Linked DNA regions of Triticum aestivum: region 1 is linked to region 2. A link is a contact called in public Hi-C data. All regions are on one chromosome and are shown on one strand. The core of a region is the stretch at or near the end of the contact, and the rest is flanking DNA. Distances in the headings are between cores, read along the strand shown.

What was found. Hi-C and Micro-C count contacts between places; a contact is called where the count stands out from the background.
Region 1: a contact with region 2 is called in a Hi-C map of leaf, with 4 times the contacts expected there. The contact joins the promoter of LOC123051563 here to the enhancer-like site in region 2. A contact is called at or near these places in 4 of 5 Hi-C or Micro-C datasets (leaf and root).

Annotation. Positions count from the first base shown.
Region 1 is chr2D:62,042,862-62,048,334 of IWGSC CS RefSeq v2.1, reverse strand. It overlaps LOC123051563 (WEB family protein At2g38370), which reads left to right and starts at 3,850. Exons shown (of 2, transcript XM_044474473.1): 1 at 3,850-4,188; 2 at 4,482-5,473. The coding sequence starts at 3,970.
Region 2 is chr2D:61,960,177-61,965,803 of IWGSC CS RefSeq v2.1, reverse strand. LOC123048710 (a long non-coding RNA gene) reads left to right here. Exons shown (of 4, transcript XR_006423362.1): 4 at 418-811. Among protein-coding and RNA genes, the nearest start is that of LOC123048710, 5.6 kb to the left of the region's middle. Within about 2 kb of position 2,718, at least 4 of the 8 cell types and tissues checked have an H3K27ac peak or open chromatin away from gene starts, as enhancers often do. A contact at or near this core is called in leaf, where this site is marked.

The DNA of each region.
Region 1 (5,473 bases), core at 2,601-5,100, 81 kb before region 2:
CCAGCGGCTCTGAGGGTCAGATCACTGAGGAGGAGGAGTGGATCCAGCAGCACTGTCCGTGGACCGATTCAGATGCCGAGCAGTTTCCGGCCGAGGATGGTGGTGCAGATGATCACGCAGAGTCCTGATGTTCGAGATCCTCAGCATGCTCTCACCTGGAGCCGTAGGTTAGCTCTTTGCCCCTTTTGGTGTCTCGATGCCAAAGGGGGAGAGAGTTTAGGAATTTGCGTCGTTGTGTTGCGAGTGTGTCTTTGTCTTTGTGCTTTCGTTGTGTTTGCTACCTTGTGCTTTGTTTGGTTTTGTGTTCCGTGAGACCTAAGTTCCAGTCATATGGTGTGAGACATATGCTACCTTATCCTTATCATATCTTTATCTATGTCTCTAGTCTTTTGGTATCTCATGAGTTGCATGCTTATTATGTTATATATCCTGCTCTCTTGTATCACGCTTAGGTTGTTGGTCTCTAAAATACAGGGGGAGTGTTGATCCTAGTATGTGTGTCGTGCAGTCCAAAGCACTTATCTTGATGGCACACATCTAGGGGGAGCCCGTCTATATTTTAGAGACTTGGGGGTTTGCTTATGTCCTTTGTCTTTTCCCGTTTGTGCAAATCCCGTATTGTCATCAATCCACCAAAAAGGGGGAGATTGTAAGGGCATATTTATCCGTAAGATATTTTGGTGATTGATGACAATGCTTTTGCGGACTAATCGTGTGCATTGAGTGTTTTCAGAGATTCATCCTTTGGCACGAGACGATTACCTCCCCTCAGAGTTTGAAGCGAAGACGGTGTAGTCCTTTCGAATTAGTTTGGTGGACTAGTTTCATAGGGATCACCGTACTATCAAGAGGAGGTCCGCTTTGGCAAGGCTAGGGTGGAATCAACACGTACACATCCTCTTTACACCCTCTGTGCCTTTCCGCTTCATTGGAGCTTTGCTTCCTCTCTCCTTGGGCTGAGTCTGGTCCTAGCGGTAGTACCGCGGTACCCATCGGTAGTACCGCTTGGGGGTCAGAAGCGGCAGTACCGCTCCGCAGCGGTAGTACCGCTGGTGGGTCCTCAGCAGTAGTACCGCTACGGTACCAGGCCCCTACCGTCTCGATTCGAGGGGTCTTTTTTCGTGTCGGATAGTGCGGTACTTCGCAGCGGCAGTAGGGCGGCAGTACCGCTCACGAGCGGTAGTACCGTCCAACCGCCGCGGCAGTACCGCTCGGATCTGTCCTCTCCTGCCCTCCAGGCTCCACGGTAGTACCGCCCTCGGGAGCGGTAGTACCGCTGTAACCAGCGGTAGTACCACTGCCTCCTGCGGTAGTACCGCCCTCTACGGGGCTGTTGTGGGGGTAACGGTTGGATTGTTCCCCCCACTATATAAGGAGGTCTTCTTCCCCAAAGTTGACTCACCTCTTCCCCCAAAAGCTCCATTGTTGCTCCAAGCTCCATTTTCGCCCGATCTCTCTCCCTAGCCAATCAAACTTGTTGATTTGCTCGGGATTGGTTGAGAAGGCCCCGATCTACACTTCCACCAAGAGAAATTTGATTCCCCCCACTTATCCCTAGCGGATCTTGTTACTCTTGGGTGTTTGAGCACCCTAGACGGTTGAGGTCACCGCGGAGCCATAGTCCATTGTGGTGAAGCTTTGTGGTGTCGTTGGGAGCCTCCAATTAAGTTGTGGAGATTGCCCCAACCTTGTTTGTAAAGGTCCGGTCGCCGCCTTCAAGGGCACCAATAGTGTAATCACGGCATCTCGCATTGTGTGAGGGCGTGAGGAGAATACGGTGGCCCTAGTGGCTTCTTGGGGAGCATTGTGCCTCCACACCGCTCTAACGAAGACGTACTTCCCCTCAAAAGGAAGGAACTTCGGTAACACATCCTTGTCTCCACCGGCTCCACTCTTGGTTATCTCTTACCTTTACTTGTGCACGCTTATATTGTGTTGTATCCCTTTCTTGCTTGTGCGCTTGTTGTTGTTGCATCATATAGGTTGCTCACCTAGTTGCATATCTAGACAACCTACTTTGATGCAAGGTATAAATTGGTAAAGAAAAGCTAAAAATTGTTAGTTGCCTATTCACCCCCCCCCCCCTCTAGTCAACTATATCGATCCTTTAAATGCCTATGTTTTCAACATGGATTTTGCCATGGAAACTTTTATAGATGTTTTTGAATTCTTGGGAACTTTTAAAATGATTTTTCCTCGGAAAATTATGATCAATGCACATGGAAAATATCATGGTAACTTAAAGACTTTTTTCCCTTTCATAGCATCTTGAGAGCTTTGCACATGGCAACTTTTATATAAAAGCATGGCTCATAAATTTTGACATGTACCCATTATGATATTTCAAAATTTTAAATGTTTTAGAGAACATTTTTCCTATTTTGCCATGCACAATTTTTTTACAGGTATCATGGCAACTTTACTAATTAGCCATGACGTTTTTATTAATTAGAACATGTTACTTTTTTGTAGGTGCCATGGCAATTTTATTACTCAGAGCATGACAATTTTATTAATTAGACCATGACCGTTTAAATGTATGTACCATGACAATTTTATTTTTAGTCTTGGCAATTTAATTACTTAGACCATGGTAATTTCATTAATTAATAGACCATGTCAGCTTCTATTTATGTAGCACGGCAATTATGTTTTAGACCATGTTAGTTTTATTTTTTGGTATCATGGCAATTTTTATTCTTCAGACCATGGCAATTTTATTAATTATGTTATGGAAATTTTATTAATTTTGTGTCCCAAAACATGGAAAATTGTAATGGTCAAACGACAATCTTAGGAATTACACTTGTCTCATGTGTGCATAGCCAAATCCTAAATTTGCCATCGTTTCAAAGAATAAATCCCCTAACCTTGCCATCTTATTTTAAAGAACAGAATTCATAAATTTGCATTGTGACCGTTAGACAAATTCAAAAGTTGAAATGTTTATAAAGAACATTTTTCCTATTTTTGCGATGTGCAATTTTATTACAGGTATCATGGGAAAAAAAAAACTAGACCATGGTAATTTATTTTCTTAGACTATCGCAAATTTATTACATACACCATGTTTTAACTTGTCATGGGGACTTGGGAAGGGGAAGAGCTGGAGGGTAAAATGCATGGCGAAACTTTCTGTTCATAGCTTCTACTCCCTCTGTTTCAAAATAGATGACCCAAATTTGTACTAACTACAAGTAGGTTTTGTCCCATCGGTAGCAACTCATGTGATGATGATAGGCTTAAAAGAATCTACCCAGCGAACCGATGACTAACCCGATGGTCAAACCGATGAACACCTGAACCGCCATTTGGTTGCCAATCCGGTTTTTTGAACTATGCAGCCAAGCCCATGTCACTGTTGTCAATCGTCGTCATGTGAAAGAGAGTGAATCACTGAAAGAGAGGAGAGAGAGAGAGCAGTGGTACGAGGGACCGTGACAAGAGATGATGTATCCAAGCAACGGCTCAATTCACTGCCACCTCGTGATGCCCGCCGAACGACGGTCGGCACCGCAAGGCCGACGCCGCGGTAATAATGCAAGCAAGCATGGCAGGACGCTCGTGCACCGCCGAGGGAGTTGTCACGCAGTGCGCAACGGCCCTCTGCCACCACAAAGATTAAAGGAAGAAAGAACCACCCGCGGGTCCGGCCGTGACGAAGAGCTGCCTCAGCCGCACTGTTTTCCGTGTCATCATGCTTAATGTACACCGCCACTGCTCCATTTGCTGCCGTGATTAGCGACAAGCGTGCAGCAGTCTCAGTCTCGGCCCAACGGCTACCTCAGCAGCAGCCGGTCAACGACCACTATTAAATCCGACTACTACCCAAGCGAAGCGAGCCACACTCCCCCGTTGTCCGCTTGCAGCCCACCCACCACCCCACCCCACCCCACTCTCTCCCTCGCTCTTCGCCCAAACCCAAGAACCCTGACCCAGCAGCACGCGCAGGACCCGAGAGAGAAAGGAATGGAAGAGGAGGCCCGGCCGCCCCTGCTCCCCGTGCGCGTCCCGGTGAACGGCGAGGACCTGGCCCCGGCCTCCGCTGGCGCGTGCGGCGTCGGCGGCGGCAGGGCGGAGATCGACACCTCGGCGCCGTTCGAGTCCGTGCGGGAGGCCGTCGACCGCTTCGGCGGCAGCGCCGCCTGGAGCTCCCACCTCGTCAACCGCATCTTCGCGCACCACAAGGTCAGTGCGACCTCCTCCCCCCTCTTCTCCATCTTGCCGCGGCTCATCTTGCCCCGATTTACATTATTGGCGGAGGAACGGTGCCATCTCCTGTTCCGCAGAGTACTTTTTGTTCTTGCACAGTACTACATGGCCGTACCCCTGTACTTTGGGTTAGTTCGTCATTCAATTAGGAGCAGAGCGGAGCGGTTCTTGTCCGCGATTCGGTGGCAAATGCGGCTAGTAAAATCAGCCAGCACTAATGTTTCTCTTCTCTCGATTGATTTTGTTCTTGCCACATTTTCCGCCTGCAGAAACAGAACCAGACTGTGTGTGGGGGGACTGAAGACGAGCAATGCGTCAATCTGGCGGAGCAGACGGCGCAGATAGAGAAGGAGCTCGGCGCCAAGGAGAGGGAGACGCTCGATGTGCTCAAACAACTCGAGTCTGCCAAGAAGATCATCGCAGATTTGAAGCTCAAGATTCAGAAGAAAACGGCTGAAGATACATTGCAGCCTGAAGAAGAGAAGCAGCAGCAACAGCAAGAGAGCAATTGCTCTCTCACTGAAGTGCCCACAGCAGAACCTGAAGTGAAGCAGCCTGAAGGAAACGCTGAAGCTACCGAAGAAGAGCAAACAGCAGAACCTGAAGCAAAGCAGCAGCCTGAGGGAAATGCTGAAGGTGCAGAAATGCAAGCAGCAGAACCTGAAGTGAGGCAGCCTGAGGGAAATGATGGAGCCGATGTGGACATGTGCGCCGGCCTAGACGAACAAGAGCAGCAGCAGCAGCATACTAACTTGGTTCTGATGGAGCTCGAGCAGGCAAAGTCGAACCTGAACAGAACCACGGGTGATCTCGCTGCCATAAGAGCCTCCATCGAGTCGCTGCGCAACGACATCGCGACGGAGAAAGTCTTGGTGGAGAGGAGCCGGGAGAAGGTGTCCTCGGACGCCACCTTGGTTTCTTCTCTGAAGCAGGAGCTGGACCAGACCACGCAGAAGCTGCAGACGCTGAAGGACCTGCAGAGAAGGCGCGAGGACCCCTCGGACATCTTCTTCGAGATCAAGAGGATGACTACCGAGATAGAGCAGCTCAGGAATGCAGCAAATGCGTCGAAATCTGAAGCCATGATGTTAGCTGCCGAGATTGAGCAGACCAAGGCCACCATCGGCACTGCTGAAGTGAGATGTCTTGCTGCCAAGAAGATGGAGGAAGCAGCAAGGGCAGCTGAAGCTCTTGCACTAGCTGAGATCAAGGCCCTACTCTGCAGTGAAGCCTCAGCTGAAGGTCTCCAGGGTGAAGATGG
Region 2 (5,627 bases), core at 1,469-3,968:
TGCAAGTTTAGTTTTTAGATTGTATATCATTTTTTCTCTCTTTACAAAGTGTGTGCAAGTCTAGTAGTTTGAGGGTGCAAGTTTTATGAAGGTAAAAGATTATGAATTCAATCAGCTACCCTGTAATCCATGTAGGTTAAATGCTTTTTGTACAAATTAATGTATTTACCTCCAGTAAACACTAAATTACGTTATCAAAATGGTTAATATCAGTCTTGCTGTTGTAAAATGTGCGCAAATTTTGTATGATGGAAGTGCAAATTTTGTTGTCCATCTTGTTCTTCAGGCAGTGAGCATCCCTTCTTATTTTTCCCCATTGCATGAATATGCATTTCTCCCTGTTTTTTTCATAGATCAAAAAGAATATGCAATCTGTGATCTGGGTATGAAATTGAGGATTATCCATTTTTCTAGCAGATCTGCTGCTGTTGGTTTGGTGGACGAAGGAGAAGGTAGTTGCCAGCAAGAATCGTCTGGAGAAGTTGGGCAGAAACATCAGAAGGCAACAGGAGATCTGAGCTTTTTTTCTCCTCCCATGGTGGCGGCTGTGTGGGTGTCGAGAAAGAAAGAAGAGGAGGCAAGGGGGAAGACCTAGTGAGCTGTACGTTAACTGGATCTTTAGCTTAGCGGGTTCAGGCCCGTTTTCTTTCTGGGCTAAAGAGACAGCAGAAGAAAGAAACAGAGAGTACTGAGCTTTTCTTTCTGTTGGGCTGACTGACTGACCATAGTTTTGGGTCAGTCAGTTTTCTTTTAGGTTGCAATCTTTTTCCTTTGTTTAACAATCGACTGACCACTTTGTTGAGTATCTGTAGCCGCTCCCATATGGAGTATGGACCAGCCCGTACGAAGGCACCAATCATACGGATACAGCATGTCGAGCGTACGCGGTGCGTGCCGGCCGGTCGATGGAACCACATGCATGCGGGTGCCGTGTGTGGCGCGTGGCCGTGTGGAGGTGGGCTCGTGGACCACGCGGGCTAGCCCTGTGCCGGGCGCGTACACCGGAAGTGAAACTTGGACGTCGGGGCTGGCAGTGCATGTGCATGCAGGGCCAGCCGAGTCCGGTCTCTCCTTTCTTTGGCTCTCACAGGTCGGAAAAATACTCCACCAGCCATCATACACTCCCACGTCGATCGGCTACGTTGCAGCTTGCCCGGAACTTGCCGGCGACACCCCATCATCAGCATGGACTACGGACAAGGGAGACAATTCCGGAGAGCTCTGCTCTTCCACGGTACTAGTAGTTGTCACGCCCAACCACGACCCGAAACGCATCCACAGCTTCCCCACGATTGTCGCCCTCGGTGGCGCGACCGGCGCGCTGTTCGGCCGGAACTTGGGAGTTGGGATGGACCCTCTCATCCCAAGGATTACTAGGTGGCGGTGTTCTTGTACAGTCCCCCACCGGCCGGCGCATTTAGCTCCGACACGGACGTCGCATCGTGGCACTAGAATCACACGTAGTACTAGTACTCCTACAGGGTTCTGCTTTTTGTTGACGTGTATGTTCTGCTTAATTAACTGTACGGAGTTTAATCAAGGACCACTCATTCCTCATCCGGTGGGTCTAGCCTGGGGTTTATGGACGTTGATAATGCTGGGATGGTGGTCGAGGGACCAGCCAGCGTTGGAACGGAAGGTAGGCGGCTCGTGGCGCAGCTGCATCGATCGATCACTCTCACCACCGGTTGGTACACTGCGAGTAGTCCGGAGCACACCGACGTGAGAGGCCAGACTTACAAAACAGTATCAGGCCATTTTACACCCGTGGATCATCACGACGTCACCCATACATCGCTCTCGCCGTAGGCAACACAGACCTACACACAGTTACATCTAAACACGCCAAGGCCTAACGTGCACCGAACGATACCGACGGAAACCTCCTAATAACGAACGATTCGAACACGAAAACCACTCTAACCAAGACATATACGCATGACATCCGCCTACGTGTTCGGTGTTCCTTTCCAGAATTCCACGTCCTCGATCTCCACCATAAAAAAAACAGGGCCGTACACGACCGGCAAGTGATCGATGCCTGCGTGTGCTCCGGACTACTCGCAGTGTACCAACCGGTGGTGAGAGTGATCGATCGATGCAGCTGCGCCACGAGCCACGAGCCTACCTTCCGTTCCAACGCTGGTCCCTCGACCACCATCCCAGCATTAGCAATGTCCATAAACCCCAGGCTAGACCAACCGGACGAGGAATGAGTGGTCCTTGATTAAACTCCGTACGATTTATTAAGCGGCACATACACGTCAACAAAAAGCAGAACCCTGTAGGAGTACTAGGTCGTGTGATTCTAGTGCCACGATGCGACGTCCGTGTCGGAGCTAAATGCGCCGGCTGGTGGAGGGACTGTACGAGAACAGCGCCACCTTTGTCACCTAACCCTTGGGCTTCCGGCCGAACATGGCGCCGGTCGCGCCACCGATGGCGACGACGTGGATGCGTTCCGGGTCGTGATTGGGCGTGGCAACTACAACGACGTAGTCCATGCTGTTGATGGGGTCGCGCCCGCAACTTCCTTGCAAGCTGCAACGTAGCCGATCGACCTGAGAATGCATGATGGCCGGTGGAATAATTTTCCGGCCGATGAGAGCCAAAGAAAGGAGGGAGCCGGCCGGGAGGGCAGCACTGCACTGGCTGCATGCACATGCACATGCACTGCCAGCCACGACGTCAGTTTCAGTGCCGGTGTACGCGCCCGGCACAGGGCGCGCCCGTGTGGTCCACGAGCTCACCCGTACACGGCCACGCGCCACACACGGCACCCGCACGCATGTGGTTGCATCCATCGGCCGGCACGCACCGCGTACGTGCGATATGCGGTATCCGTATGATTGGCGCCGTTCGTACAGGCCGGTCCATACTCACATATTACATGACGGCGGGAGAGATTTTTCTGTGGAACGCGCGTGTCGTTACCGTCCGTCAAGGACTCAAGGTGTCATCGTCGCCGGACCTCCGGTTTCGTCGCCTTCTCACGTCTGCATATGGAAAACATTTAGAAATAGCCAGAGCCGGATCTTTTACTTGACACACACATGTCGGTACGTACGTCCATGCGACATTTTCTATAGCAATACGTGTGGTCGGTGCATGCGTCTGCTAGTTTGCCCTTGCTCTCTCTCGATCTTTTCCCGGGCCCTCCGCCTGCACATAAAATAGCTCGATCGATCATGGGAAGGAAGGAGGCGAATAGCGTGCATTTCCTGTGGTGTCGACACGACGGGCTCTGCGTGGCGCCCAAGGGCTGCCCCCTCGCGCGACGCGGTGCACGGTAGGAAGATTTTCAGTGAAAAACTTGCTTCGAATTCCGTCCGGTATTGTTACGATCTCAACGTTGAAATAATGGGATCATGACGTACGTGTTTGGTTTGACGCATATATGTGTGGAACCAATAATTCTATCCACCTTTTATCAGTGAGATGAACGTCCCTTTTTAGGAAAATGTCGTGAAATGGATGGTTGATTCTGGAGTTCCCTTGGATGTCATTTTCCAGCTGATGGCAGCTGATTTCACGGTGCGGTGGTGTCACAAATTGCAGTTGATTGGGGATGGCTTCTGAAGCCGATGCGTGGTTGCCAGAGAGCTATGGCACTCTGCCCTCTCTTGTTGCGGCCTTGATCAGCTCATGCCTAGTCTGGATGCAACTCTCGTGGACTGGTGGCCCGCAAGTCGTGCGTTAATCCCTAAGTCGCAAAGGAAGGGCTTCGACTCCATCGCCCTCCTTCCTGTCTGGATGTTGTGGAAGGAGCGTAACAGACGTGTCTTTTAGCGCTTGGCGGTTGTTGCTTCTGAGCACTCTAAGCGCATTTCTAGCGAGATTTAGTTGTGGATGCTGTCAGGTGTGAAAGGGTTGTCGGACATTTGAAGATAGTTATTGGTAGGAGATAGGGCGTTGTACGGCATTCTTGGTTGCCCGCCATATGTTGCCATGGTGATGTTTGTAACCGCGGCATGCCGCCGGATCCTTTGTACTTGTGCGTTCGACAAAAAAAGAAGCCCAAAGAGAAGTTACTTAACTGTAGTTGATTTTCATGGTGTGGTGGTGAAACGATCTCGTTGAAGACCATGCCGACCGCCTCCAATCCATGGCAATTTTCCTTATGTCGATCATTTGGTTTGTAGGATTTCAATCCATAAAAAATATTCCAGAATTCATGTATACTATAGTTCATAGGAATTTGTTACCACTTCAATCATGTGAAGAATCTTTAGTTTTTTTCGTGCGCAATAAAACAATCATATATTATTCAATATGTCATGCCACTCTATTTTTTACACGCACTCCTCCTATGAACACCTGGAGAGACAGCCGATAGTTATTGAGATTGACAAAGTCGTTGCACACGCTTCATAGTTGACTGATGCCAGCTGAACGAATATCGACGAAAAGCCTGGAATAAATTTCGGAGAATGCGAGCACATGTGTCAAGTTTAGGACTTGAACCAAGACAAGCAATTTCCACTACGAGGAACCTAGCTAGCTGAGCTCTGCTCAGTTCGCTCTTTCTATTTATTTCTCAATTCACGCGTTTTAGAGATTTTGTGAATCAAAGAAGCCCTAAGTAATTACTTATTCAAAAGCACAAAATATTGGTAACTCAATCCAAAATATTTTTCCTTTCTATTTTATATAGAACTTAACTGAAAAACTCAGTTCAAACTTTTGGTTTTGCTACTTTTGTCACGAAAATTAAGTACATGTTCTTCAGTTCTGTTCTAATAGCCAACGAATCTTATCACACAGACAGTGAGATTCCTATACAAGTACAATGGGTTAAAATATCATAATTAGAAAGCTACAATTGTTGACCGGGAGATAACATTTTTTTTTTGCGGGGAGATAACCAGTTTTTAAGTCCAATGGGAAATAGTCAATTGCATATAATTTCCACATTTGAAGTACACCGGGGTATATTCGCGGGTGCATTGATTGTACTACAAAGCTTGCCGTGTCTGTACTGCAAAGAGAGTCGGAACATGAAGACGTGCAGTGCGGCGAGGCGGCCGCACGCTCAGCCGCTCCGGCTCAGGCCACAGGAGCTAACCCAGCACGTACGCATGCATTTCCAGTTGTACCACACCCCCGTGCAACGGTGCAACCTGTTGCCATCGTGCCCGCGACCACGATGCATCAGCTGGGGAAGAACATCTGTCGTTTTTAATAAGGTCGGTGAATCCTTACCAACAGCGACTGTAACCTACTATACCGAAGATCAAACCAATGCAGCTAAAATAAGTAAGCCCGGCTGATTTGACAAACCCCAGCTAGACCGGAGTAGCAAATCGTCCAAGTCTTCCCCCAACGCGTACCACGTGCTCTGGTAGCTGGGCAACGCAGAGCCCCTGTCAGGTCAGGCACCCCGGACGGACAAACCTGTCACGGTCGCCCGGCCCGTCCCTGATTCGTTCGGTTTGGAGCTGGAAATAATAACCGAACAAAGTTTCCAAGTTGGGGAACCAAAAATCCAAACCACAGATAAAAGCGTTTGGGTTGTTGGGCACGTGATGCATGGACGCGTGGTGCGATTCACGGCACGTCGTCGAGGTGCATCTGGACAGCGGTGCACGCTCTGCGGCATTCCGAGCAGCGGATTTGAGCGCGAAAAT